Regions from separate parts of the Danio rerio genome. Here region 2 is linked to region 1. Evidence: chromatin contacts called from public HiCAR-type data. All regions are on one chromosome and are shown on one strand. Each heading gives the region's core, a stretch centred on a gene start, on an enhancer-like site or on the middle of the called end of the contact. The rest is flanking DNA. Distances are from core to core; before and after follow the strand shown.

The links. HiCAR-type assays count read pairs that join an accessible place to other places.
Region 2: a contact with region 1 is called in a HiCAR-type map of caudal fin, with 5 times the contacts expected there. The contact joins two enhancer-like sites. A contact is called at or near these places in 1 of 18 Hi-C or Micro-C datasets (caudal fin) and 1 of 4 datasets of contacts at active chromatin or transcription factors (caudal fin).

The regions. Positions count from the first base shown.
Region 1 is chr24:15,722,138-15,729,109 of GRCz12tu, reverse strand. All of the region lies in intron 1 of ncoa2 (nuclear receptor coactivator 2), which reads right to left. Among named protein-coding and RNA genes, the nearest start is that of ncoa2, 18 kb to the right of the region's middle. Within about 2 kb of position 2,904, at least 2 of the 62 cell types and tissues checked have an H3K27ac peak or open chromatin away from gene starts, as enhancers often do. A contact at or near this core is called in caudal fin, where this site is marked.
Region 2 is chr24:15,876,172-15,883,143 of GRCz12tu, reverse strand. It overlaps ncoa2 (nuclear receptor coactivator 2), which reads right to left. Exons shown (of 22, transcript NM_131777.1): 12 at 6,710-6,908; 13 at 1,013-1,213. Among named protein-coding and RNA genes, the nearest start is that of prdm14, 40 kb to the left of the region's middle. Within about 2 kb of position 3,398, at least 10 of the 62 cell types and tissues checked have an H3K27ac peak or open chromatin away from gene starts, as enhancers often do. A contact at or near this core is called in caudal fin, where this site is marked.

The DNA of each region.
Region 1 (6,972 bases), core at 1,655-4,154:
CCGTCATCCAGGTTCAGTTTCTGGAGGAGTTTATGAGCTCACAGAGCTTGATGCAACTCTGCAAGGATGTAGTGGACTCAGACACGACCCTAAACATATCGACGCTGTTTTTCAGTCTTCATAAAAGCACATAAACACTGTTATTTTCTTCATAAAATCCATGTTAGCCATTTAGCTATGAAGCTAGAGTCTTCGGGCAGACAGAAGCCCTACCCATCACGCGAATCCACGTCTGTTCTGATGTGAATTTGACACGCGAATGAAGCGGGGTTTGACGCGCGTATGAAGCGAGTAAACTCAAATGTTCAAGCGTCTATTTACGCGTGAATAGAGCGATTTATCCGCGCGTTCCGCGTCTGGTGTGAACACAGTCTGTCAAGTGTTAATGATGTTATGATAACAGTCTGTTCACCAAAAACTCTGATGCCTCAATATGTTCATAAATGTTTACTGTAAAGCTATACTAGGGCTGGACGATTAATAAAAAAATTATCAAAATCGAAATTCAAAACCTTATCTCGAACATGAGCCTACTCTGTTAAGGCTAATTAATATCGAGAGCATAGGTATGGTCCAGCTCAGGTCCAGCGCAGCCTTCATGCGGTTGCATACCCACACACCTCTCAAAAATGTTACTACATGTTGCGACGACGTGTAGCGCAAACCCTGTGGTTGGTTGGTTTGGTAGCGTTGACATGCGTGGGTGGCACAGAGAGCTGCAGGACAATCCGTGCAGGAGCTATTTTGTGTTTACCTTATGATTAAAGTTGTTGCATGTCTGCCTGGTCCCGCCTCTGAATGAGCAAGATTTAGCTTCTTGCACATTAAGGTTGCATTCAGAAAAAGAAAAACCGCCGTACAGAAACTCGACACAGATGAACATATAAACCCACTGCCAGCTAGCATTTCGGAAGTGTTACTATGGAGCAATAAAAACAGCATGCTAAAGTATACCAATTCAACGCTATGTGCAAGGCAGGCATAGTGGGTCATGCCAATCACTCGATGCAGAGCTATAAATCAGCCTTTAAAGTCTGAGGCTGATTTATTCTTCTGCTTTCACTTCGCAACCACATGATCTATGGTCAAGTAAGATGATGGACCCATTCTTGAACCTTATTTTGCACTAAATTGACAATGAGGTTGTAAACTGCACCAGAGAAGCCTAGAGTCGGCATATTTTCTATTACATTCAAATAATTATTTTCATTAAAATATTTGTTTACAGAAGATGCAAGAATTGCATTGTTTAAAATATTATTTTCAGGATATGCAAGTTATTTTATTTAGAAGAGATGCTGCTTAATTACTTTTAATATAAAAAACACTGAAAATAGTTTCCAAAAGTGAAAAACTACTTATTTTCACTTTTTTACAAAAAAAGTCAGTGTCCGTTTTAGGCAATGTGTGATTTAATTTCAGTTATTTACCAATGATGTTCAATAAATAATCACAGATAGTAGATGTGCTACCTTCAATTATTTTAAAATCAAGTAATCCACCCTTCATTCAGAAATCTCTGACTTGTAATACATGAGCATACTGTATTTACTAAATCTTATTTAAAATCAGGCGAGGGAGTGGCGCAGTAGGAAGTGCTGTTGTGTTTCTGTGTGGAGTTTGCATGTCTTCGCGTGGGTTTCCTCCGGGTGCTCCGGTTTCCCCACGGCTAAATTGTCCGTAGTGTATGAGTGTGTGTGTGAATGTTTCCCAGAGATGGGTTGCGGCTGGAAGGGCATCCGTAAAAACTTGCTGGATAAGTTGGCGGTTCATTCCGCTGTGGCGACCCCGGATTAATAAAGGGACTATCAGGGCTCCATCATCCTGGTTAAGATTCTAGAGGAGTTAATGAACTCACAGAGCTTTGGTTCACCCCTGAAAGGATCTAGTGAACTCAGACACGGCTTCAAACAAATTAATGCTGTTTTTCAGCCTCCATAAAGCACATAAACACAGATATTCTCTCAATAAAATCCATCTTAGCCATTTAGCAAGAAAGCTAAAGTCACCAGGCAGACAGTAGCCCTGCAAATGACGCAAATCCGCATCTGTTGTGAGGTGAATTTGAGTCGCGAATGAAGTGAATTTGAGGCGCGAATCAAGCAAGTAAACTGAAAATGCTCACGCGTCTATTTAGGCATGAATAGCTAATTTATCCGCGCATGCCACATTTGGTGTGAACACAGCATAAAACTTTACATTTATAATTCTCTGTCGCTGACATCTTCAGCAGGTATAATCTGAAAACACTAATTTTGGACGGCTGCTTCTCACTCAGGTCTGTCTATGCTAATGAGGGAACAATAACCCCAGATCCCCACCCCTATTAACATGTACAAAGGGAGGTTGTCAATCAAAGTGTTTTTGCAGTGTTTTAAAGAAGTGTGATTAAAACATGGAACACACACACACAGTCACCACATAACTGTGCTTAAACCATTTATAAAAGTCATTTTTTGCATAATAGACACCCTTTAAACAGCTCTAATGATATGGAATGTTTAATAAACTAATTCAAGTGATTTTACTAAATTATAAGCTTCAGATCCTGCAAAAGTCACTGACACTTGCATTGTAAATGTCTCACCTCATTTCTTTTTAAAGAGTCAAAATTATTTTGAGCTAATCAATGGTAAGCCACAGATGCTGTAGATCAGGCTTAACTTGTATTCAACCTTCAGCAACAGTATATTTGCTCTTAGCAGAGCCTACGTGACCTCTATTATCTTAGTAGTGAGGCAGTTTGAGTATGGCAACCTTCACAGTAAATCTGTGGCAATAACATAATGTCACCAGCCAAAGTCAAATCAATACATACTTGAGTGGAGAAGGAGCGTCTCGCTTGTAAGTGCAGACCAACGTATTCAGCACAGGGATCAGTAACACACCTTTCGCCTGCCCTTAAACCTTCCTTCGATTTAAAAGCGAATGTAATCGCAGCTGAGGTCTGGCAAAGTGCCTCTCAAACCACTTCTACGGTTCAGACACAACACGTTTTAGCGTATTTAGAGCTTAAACCCTTCAAGTTGTTAGTAGAGTCCTTAAGGAAATCAATGTATTTATATAAGAGCAAAATGATGTCAAATTGGGTTGGTTCTATACCAAATCTTGTCGGTTTGCATCTGTACATTTCCCTATAGAAATGAAACCAATGTAGTACAATTGAAAAAAAAAAAAAAAAAAAAAACAGACACTACAGTTTTAATAAAACGCATCTCTAAATAAAAACAGATAAAGGATAGCAACAAAAGTCAAATCCGTACGCAGTTCTTTAAGGTTTCATTTTCAACTCTGATTTTAAAACATTGTCTTAATCATGTTATTTTACATCGTTGCCATGTCCACAAGTTTCTGTATTTCCATGTTCGCAGATATAATGGTACGGAAATTTCCAATCATAATTATAACCCAACAAACCAAATTTATCACAACTATTAATATTAAAGTTTTTCTTAAATGACCAAAAAAAAAATTTGTTTTTTAATTATGAAGCTCAAAGGCATTACACTAAATTTCGTCTCTAAAAATGAGCAAATAAATACAAATTTGAGCTTTATGCAATTTTATGGAAAACAGCATAAACGATGATCTGTACGTTTTGAATTTGTTTAATTGTGACATACTTTTGTGTGTGTGTGTGTGTGTGTGTGTGCGTGCGCGCGCATGTTGTTATAGGAACATTTGATTTTCTTATTTAATGAAAAGTTTTACTCATTGATATTGCGATTTGAATTGCAATTTAACATTGTATGGTCAAGCTTCAGTTCTGTATTCTCAATAATGTCCAGCACAAACTTTAAATAAAACGAATGCACCATACTTTAACTGTGTATAAAGCAAAGCAGTAGTGTCTCGGTCCAGTATGTTTTCGATAAAGCAAAAAAAGAAAAAAGCCAGAGGATTTCTCTGATTTCAAGTACCGGCCCTATTATAAGTTAACAATAATAATTGTGCTGTGTTCTCACAGACTGTGTCTGATATTGCACAGTTGATATTGACATATGACTTATTGTTTGCATACGTCATCTTAATAGCAGTAACGGTCTTTTCATGAGCTGCAATATTAGTTTTAGTGAATGCATGCTCGTTAGCGATGGTGAATGCGGTGTCAGTCACACGATTGACAGCATCGTGATGATTAAATGAAGGATTAAATAACGAGAAACATCTTATGCTTAAAATGCTTAGATTCAGTGATTGTTACCTGAAAACTCTGTCCCACTGGCTTTCTATTGAATGCTTTAGTCATTTTCATAGCGGACTTTAACCACTGAAAGTCTTTTATCCACTCTTTGAAAAGTGTAAATGCTGGATTGACATTCATTACATGATAACTAATCAGATGAGCCATTATTTGTAACTTTATGTGGTTTCTAAAACTAAATCTGTTTTCATTCTCTCATATCCAGACGGCTATAGCTCCCTGTCATTGCAACTGAGTGGTTGACAGCTAATATTAACCAATCCATTCGCATTCTGTTCTAGCGCAGTGGGCCAATAAGAAGAGCTTGAAGTCGGGGCAAGCATTGCAGGCTTTAATTACTGCAAGTTGACATGTCAACTGTTTTAAACCATTCCTAAGTGCTGCGTTTGGCGTTTTCAGGTGCAAAGTGTGTGAAAATCCTACTAATTACGCACACGTGGTGAACATTTTGTTGTGAAAACTGGTCGCACGACATGTATTTTATGCATTCCTAAATTTATTTTGACCAAAACGGTCGCAATTTCGAGCCCTGTCTCATATCCACAGCTATAAATGTACCGAAACCAAAGTGTGTTCAAACGCCAGACTAGCTGTTGGTTATAGGAGGATGACATTAACGTTATAGCCATTTTGCGAGCTAGTGCAGCGTTTGCCTGACTGGAATAGTGTTTGGAGGTGGGCAGAAAAGGCAGCATGTTGCCTGTCACGTCATGTGGGATGCCTTGTTGAGTGTTGTTGCACTGAAAACATCAAATTTTGTACACTTATTCTCTTTTATCTTTTTAGATATTAGTCTGAATCGTTTGGTTTGTAAAGCGTACCGAACCGAAAGTCTGCTTGTGCATTTAATAAACATACATATTTCACTCTACTTTTTTCATTGCTAGAGTGAGCTTATTAATTAGAATAACTGACTTGGAACAAAACAGTACAAAATAAAAATGCAACTAAAACATTAAATTGTTATTATTACTTTAATCAGTTTATAATACGTTACTATTTAACTATATAATTGTTAGAACATTGATAGTTCATATCACCTAATGAATGTTGTCAAATGGGTTATGTGGTGTCATTCACCACCTTCTTTGACATGGAATTCATGTCCAGTTATTCTTTTCTATAGGCTCCGTCATTCAAAGACAGACAAGATTAAAACATCAACATACTGAAAACCTACTTTACATTAGAAATCTAGTTAAAATTTATATTTAAAGAAGCAGACACTGTATAAAACTTTTTAGATAGCTGAAATCTACATATATGCTACATAATGAGCAATCTATTATATAAACAAAACAAAGGTCACTGACCAAGGTATTGAACTGCACAGTTTGTTTAAACATATCCAAAAAAATAAATAAATAAATTAGCAGATATATTCTGAACTCCTGTTTTCACACAACTATGATTTGTGTGTTTATTATCAAATAAAACGATTAATAGTTATATATTTTTATATATACTTACTCCATGCCTGTTAGAGTTTTTTTTTTTTTTTTCAACGATATACTGAAGAATGTAGGAAGTCTGTAACCATTGACATGCAGAGTTTAGGAAAAATAAATATATTAATTCAGCTTAATCCCTTTATTTATCAGGGGTTGCCACAGCGGAACGAACCAACCTATTCAACAAATGTTTTACACAGCAGATGCTCTTCCAGCTGCGACCCAGTACTGGGAAACATTAAATACAGTACTATGGAACTTAAATGTCACTGATTTCTAACCTCAAACAGCACTGAAATATTTAAAAAAGTAAAGGATGAGTAAATTATGACAGAATTTTCTTTATGTATTTTTCAGAATTATATGTATTATGTTTTATTTGTAGTAATATCTTTTGTGTGTTCGTTAATTTAATGGTGCATTACAAATAGGGATGCAACCAGTTTCACTATTAACGGAGCTTTTATTAATCACGGTTAATTAATCGTAAAAGTTTAAAGTCTAGTTTAAGTTCTGAGCTTGTACACCAAGGCGAATACCCACGCACACTGGATTACAGGCTGATGTAACAATGGATAAAGCTGATCACTAAGCGCCGTTCACATATCCCGCCTTTTGTGCACACAAGTTCACTATTTCCAATTGAAGTGCACGGCTTGCTATTTTTATTTATTTATTTAAATTTGTATTTAATTATGTATTTATTTATTTATTGTTGTGTGATTTATTTTCATTGTAAGATTATTATGTTTAAATGGCAAAAACGCTTTTGAATAAAAAAAAGAGAATTTGACTTTTGTTTATTTTTAATATTATGTTGGGCTGTATTATTTGGTTACTGGGCTGCAATAAATAACACTTTGAAATAAGGAGTTTTGATCTGATTTTGTAAACTAGTAGTGTTTTAAAATTAGTCAATGCATAACAATCGTGATAACCGTGACACTGTGATTATTCCTCTGACTATAATGATACAACCAAAAATGTATAATCATTGCATCCTAATTACAAACTATGGCTCACAATAAAACTAATTATTTAAAAGACGAAAAATAGGCAAAAAGAACTGCTACAAAGCAACACAACCCGAGCCATTTTCAATGTCCTAATAGACAATATTTTCAAATACTCCAAGCTATTTGGACTAAACTAATGTGCAACAGAAAGACAGCGCATTTGGAACAGTCTGAGAGCCATCATGGAGACACTCACACACACACACACACACACACACACACACAGCGGGCTCATTAGGCAGAAGTGGGGAGTTGAGAGAGATGTGTGCAGCAATCCTGGGTCAGACTCTGTGCAAGGACG
Region 2 (6,972 bases), core at 2,149-4,648, 150 kb before region 1:
AAGTGGCTTCACAAACATATTTAATAAAAATTGGAATCCTCTACCTATTTTTGTTAAGAATACACTAAAAATCTTTGCTGGGTTATAATGTTTTCCTTCACCTTAATATATATATATATATATATATATATATATATATATATATATATATATATATATATATATAAATAAATATATATATATATATATATATATATATATATATATATATATTTATATATAAATAAATAAATATATATATATATATATATATATATATATATATATATAGCTTATTTGTATTTTATTTATTTTATTTTCCATTATGCTATCAGACATATTTATTTATTTCACTGCTTAATTTTATTCTCCTCCTAGGGGATAGGTGGGGTTTAGGGATGTTTGAGGGTTTGACCAGTTCATGGTTACCCTTGTAAGAATTGTACTTTCAGAAACATTTGAAAAATAAATGTAATTAAAATGGGTGGTAAAAACATCAAAGTGGATGTTTGAATGCATTTGTTATATTTTCTATTAGATTCTCTACCATTGTATTGTGTTGTATTGAATTTGTAGTTCCAAAATGGGACATTTCATCTTTGACCAACATGTAAAAAATATATTATAATTTAAAACTATCATATTTTAAAAGTCCACATGAGAGAGAGAAAACACTTAGACAATTTCAGACTAGAAAAGCCTGCAATTCTTTCCAAAGGTTATGAGTCATTCAAATCAAGCCGCACATGAAAAAAAAAAAAAAAACATAACCGACCTCACAGAAACACAACAGAGGGTCTTGCTTTGGATCTGACTCAGCACTTTTGTGCCATTTTGCACATTCACCTTGCTTACAGCCAAAAGCATCACACTTGACTGTGCAGTACTGATCACAATGAAACTGTGGTTTCCATGTGGTCAAAGCAGCACTGGAACTTTCCTCTCATAGGTGTTAAGCTCTTCTTTTTTATTTTTGGTGATGTGTTATTGTATATTCAACCATAGCTGAGATGCACAGCACTTTTAAACTCACCTGCGTTCACCATGTTGGGCTGATTGGGCATGACGGCGTGGTTTCCCATCATGCCTTGCTGCTGCATGATTGAGTAGGGGTTGTTGTTCCTCATCATAGGATACTGACCCTGAGCGCCTTTAGGAGGCATGTTCATGTCCAGAGACACGCTTCTGACCGGAGGAGCTCTGCCAGGCTGACCGGGCCGTGGAGCAGGGAAATCTGCCAAACAAAACACACACAAAATGTCCATTAAATGACAAAAAATCATAAAAAAAAGTTATGACTTTTTTTTTTTTTTTTTTTAAATGTGACTATGTGTTGCGTGTAGGTGTGGGTTTAATTTTCTTGATTGACCATAAAAGGCAATTTAGTATTTTAGGGCAGAGATTTGCAGACTCTTTTTCTGTTTTAATTGTATACAGTTATTTCTGTAATTTAGTTACAGAAAACTAAGTTATTAATTCCTTTTCAAATATATCCCAACTACTGTTGTTCAACGAAGATACAAACTAATTAATTTTAACACATTTTTTAAACATATTAGTTTTAATAACTAATTTATAATAGTTAAATGATTTTGTCTTTTATAATCTTTAAATGATTTTGAAGACAGTAAATAATATTTTGCTGGTTATTTTACAAGATACTAGTATACAGCTTAAATTGACATACAAAGGTAAACTAGGTATGTTTGGTTAAATAGGCCAACCTCTGGATAACAGTGGTTTGTTTTGTAGTTAGTCCAAAAAAAATAATTATAACAACAATAATGACCCTGGCAGTTTATTTTTTTTATTTATTTTATAAATTAAATTATTGTCTTTATTGTCATTCATTCATTCATTCATTCATTCATTCATTCATTCATTCATTCATTCATTCATTCATTCATTCATTCATTCATTCACCCATTCATTTATTTTCTAGCTCAACTAAAAAAAGACTTCCTTGAGAAGAAAAATATGTTTGAAATACTGTGAAAAAATCCTTGCTCTGTTAAAAATCACTTGGGAAATATTTGTAAAAAAATAAAAATAAATAAATAAATAAATAAAAGAAATAAATATGTAATTAAAATTAAATGTATAAAAAACAGAATTTCCAACAGCTATTTACTATTAATATTATTCAAAACCATTCATGACCATCTAGGATAATCCAGCAAAAAATAGAGCTTAAAATGTCACTAAAATGCAGTATTTAATCAATAAAAATGAGGAAAATAACTGCAAAAAGGTCCACATTTTGAGAAAAAAAGAACCACCCCTTTTACCAGGCTAACTACAGGCCTGGAACCTCTTGTGTTTCTTACGAATTGTTCCCTTGCTGCAATAAGATTAAAATCTTGGAGTCTTTGAATAATTTTTGATCCTGACAATCTTATTTAAAGATGAATCAATTAGGCAATTTCATACATCACTGCTGAATAAAAGCATACATTTAGAAAAAAGTAAACATAAAATAAACATAATTAAATAAAAATATCTGAAAAGTAATGTCTAAAGAGTACTAAAAATTTAAAGAATGCCTTTTAAAAAGTATTTCATTTACAAACATTCATTCATTCATTCATTCATTTTCTTGTCGGCTTAGTCCCTTTATTAATCCGGGGTTGCCACAGCCGAATAAACCGCCAACTCATCCTGCTAGTTTTCACGAAGCGGATGCCCTTCCAGCCGCAACCCATCTCTGGGTCATTTACAAACAATGGTATTAAAGGGTTTCTGTGTAAACATTATGGACTGTACAGTGAACAACTATTATGTAATTGACAAAATGTATATAAAAATAACTCTTTAGCTTAATAAGTTGACAGCAGTTCACAGTCAACATGCAGGCAACTGAAATGATGCAGGTGAGAAACAAAAGTGTCATGAGAAACTTCAGTTCAGTTTCGGTCAGCCTCTGGGCACACTTCAGTAGTTTCTGGGTGTTTTGCAGAAATGATGACATGTATCTAAAAGCAAAGTGCTGCGGGTTCACTTCATCTTCGTGATGGCATAATTCCAAATATTTTTGCAAATACATTAAGACTGTGATTACATAATGTTTCCTTGGCTGACACATTGTGAACAAATGAAGCAAATAAAATAAAAATAAAAAAACCTCCTCAGATTCTTAAACATGACGGCTCTCTATTGGCATCAATTGTCCCATGAAAAATTTTAACATACATGAAACCTTTACAGTCCACAAAATTAATTTCTTTACACTATGAAAAATGAAACATTCCTTTTCATAAATTAAAAATGGTTCTTATATGGCATTTATTTATAACTTTTATGTTGAAGTGTTCAACACACAAACGCATGCAATCTGGATAAGATTATGATGTCAGTGCTGGTTAAAGGTGACATGCGGTTCTTTTAAAGGTAGCTGATTACCCAACAACAAACTCAAAGCAAAGCTCAAAGTGTGTTACATTAGTCTAATCTTCTTACATGTGAGATCATGAGGGTGTGTGTGTGTGTTTGTCCATAAATGTTAGCAATGAAGCAATTACTTGGCTATTTGTATACAAGCAAGCATGCCTGGAAAGAACTTGGCGTATGGAATAGATACAGTATGCATTGCTTCAGATTCAATTTTCTCTTTTAGAGAAGAAACACAGTACAGGACTTTTGCCTAACAACTAAAACACTGCATTGAGCATGTGTCAATGGCACTTTGCAAAGAAACACCACAGCACACACCTGCGCAAACACAGTCCTGTAGTCTGCCATTGTTGTTTTCGTTGTAACATGCATACTTGTATACTGAACAGGAAGTGCACGCATACAAACCATGTCAACATTTTCACAAAATCCTGTTTTTGTAGTTTAGTTTACACAAGATGATAAACATAGTAAAAAAAAAAAATTGCACTTGATTAAAAAAAAAAAAAACATGTTTTTTTCTATTTCGGCTCTGTAAAAAATAACCAAAATGCATTATGTTTCTTCATCCTCCATCATGTTGTAAATGAAAGGAAAAAACTAAACAAAAAAAGACCAATAATAAAAAAAGAAAAAACCAAACAAATCAAAAATCATTTAAGTTTATAATATTTATCTTACTCCATCAAATGTAAAGTTCTTTACATTTAAAAAGAAAAACCACCAGCAAATACATGAAAAACAAGTTAACTTATGCCATATCACCCCTAGGGGTGTGTGTGCGTGTGTGTGTGTGTGTGTATGTAAGCATATATGTGAGTGTGTATGTACATCATGTACATGTACTACATGTGCATACTTGAGTGTGTGCTTACATACATGCGTGTGTGCATGTAAACGTAGATTCACATTTGTGAGTGTTTGCATTGTGTAGATACAGTGCTCAGCATATATAAGTTCACCCATCACAAATCTATCTTTTAAATTCATGTACATTAGATTTATCAGTACTGAAGCCAAATCTGGAGCTTACAGTATCTAACAAAAAAACTGATGATAACGGTCCAAAAACTAGTACAACCAAATTTATGTTATAGAAAAATAATGAATACAAATAAAAAAAGAGGAAAAATTAAGAGAAGCAAAAAAATTTGTAGGTTGTAATTTTTTTATATTTGCAATATTTAGCTTGAATTTAATTGTATTATCTTTCAATTTCTTAATATGTTTGATGACTAAAATATTATTTGAATAAATATATCAGTTTAATAAATCTGTTTTGTTTAAATGCATAAAAATACATGTCCTATATTCACTGAGAAATGGATCAAAATATTCATTTTCAAAATAGGGTGTACTCGATTATGCTAAGCACTGTATATTGCATGTGTGAGTGAGTGTGTACCTATGTATGTCCATGTGAGTGTGTGTGTACATGTGCGTTTGTGAGTAAGTGTGTGCATATGTGACTACGTGTGAATAAAGCGAGTTCGTCATTGTGCGCATGTGTAAGAGCACATGTACATATGTGTATGTGTGCATGTATGTAGACGTGTGCATGTGTATACTGTACATTTCCAAAACAGCCCCACAACATGATGCTGACGCCCCATACTTCACAGTTGGGATGGTGTTCCTAGGCTTGTAAGCTTTCCTTTTTGTCCACCAAATGTATGTAAATAGTTCGATCTTAGTTCCAACGGACCACAGGACATGACTCATTTTACTCAGTGTAATTTAGCTAATTGCAATCTGGCTTTTTTTTTTTTTTGATTGTGGCTTGTTAATTTTCCAATGCTGTCAGAAAAGGTAGCAGTGTGTTTTAGTTTTTTTCTTAAATACTATTCTACAGTTGTGCCTACAATTAACTCAAAGATGGTCAATTAGCCAAACAAAAATTTCCAAAACATTGACACCATTATCTGAGCTTTTTCAAAGGCATAATAATCTTATTGTATGTAAACTTGACTTTCAAGAAAATGTATAACAATTTCTCAAAAATATCTCTCATTATTCTGCTATTAGCATAACAGAAACAAATTTGATAATCCTAACTTACCTAAAAGAGAAAAAGTTTAGTCACATTAACATCTGACTTTTTTTAATGGTTATGTGCATTTTATACAGTGTATGTAAACTTCTGGTTTCCACTGTATTGTATCATACAAAACAAAAGTATAGTCTCATATTATCGTTTAAACCATGGTATCTTAAAATACAGTGTTTTTGGTTATAGTTTTTATAACTTGTATGAGTGCAACATATTATATGACATTATGGGGATGCAGACAGAAACTTAAATATAACAGCATCATGAGAAAGTTGTAATCTTCAAATGTTTTGCGATAGACTTAGCAATACTTTTATTTTGTATTTTTATGTTGAACCTGTAAATCATTCGTTTTTGAAAAGTGTATATATTATATATATATATATATATATATATATATATTAGGGATGTAACGGTATCAAAATATCACGATACGGTAATACGTCGGGATGAACGGCACGGTACGGTATTTATTGAATCATTTAAAGGAAAAACAAAACTATTGAAGAGACTTAAAAAAAGTGCTAGAATGTTCAGGTTACCTCAACACTGAACAGATCAATGACATACAAATTATCTATTTGTAAACTTTCAAACAGGAACTTAAATTATTTAATTTTAATAAAAAAAATATTAAACCATGTAAAAAGAACACCACTCGAAAGGACAAGCCATGAGTGAGACAGAGGTCTCTTGGTGGTACAAGTCAATGTCTCCATCAATCTGAGCAGTGTGCTGTGTTCTGCTGTCCCCCTGACTAAAAGAATCCCCATCATGTTAATCGTATTCCACGACTTGTATTTCTGCACAGTCTGGCAGTGCCTGCATACCCTTTTTTTGGTCACCTTTTCTTCTTTCTTGTTTCTTTTCAGAGAGAAACTGAAATGCTTCCACACATCTGATTTAAAACCCGCTTTAGGTTTGACCATTTTTAGCTCTTTTTCTTTGCCACTACTAGCAGCACCCTCCATTTCTGCATTACTGGATCTGTAGCGACAACAGACCGCAAAGGATGATGGCCACACCTGGGCTGATGAAAATTGTATTTTCCGCTACCTCCCATTCGTCTGAGCAAACTTTTCACCAAAAGACCTATGATTTTATTGAGTCACAACCACAGTAATATTGAAAGAAATTGCTATTGCGGTATGACGGTCTTTACAATATTGGTACATCCCTAATATCTATAACTATATATCAATTGAATTTACATCAATTATAGTATATTGTGACATATATTGTTATCAGGATATCAGATGACTTGTGTGAGTGTGTGTGTGTGTTACTCACTCTGTTGGCTGACTGCAGTCTGCAGTGCTCTCTGCTGTTGAGGACTCATGTTAGCTCCGCTCTCTCCTGTCATCTGCAGGATGTCATTGATGATTGACTGCTTGTCCACAGCAGAAGGCAGAGACACAGGCCTGGAGTCAGTGAACAGGCCCGGCTGACTGTTCTGAAGATCATCCAGGATATCATCCAGCTCACTTGACTGCACACACAAACACAGCTCATTAGCATTTTCACCAGGCGCTGAGTTACAGAGACCAGTCAAT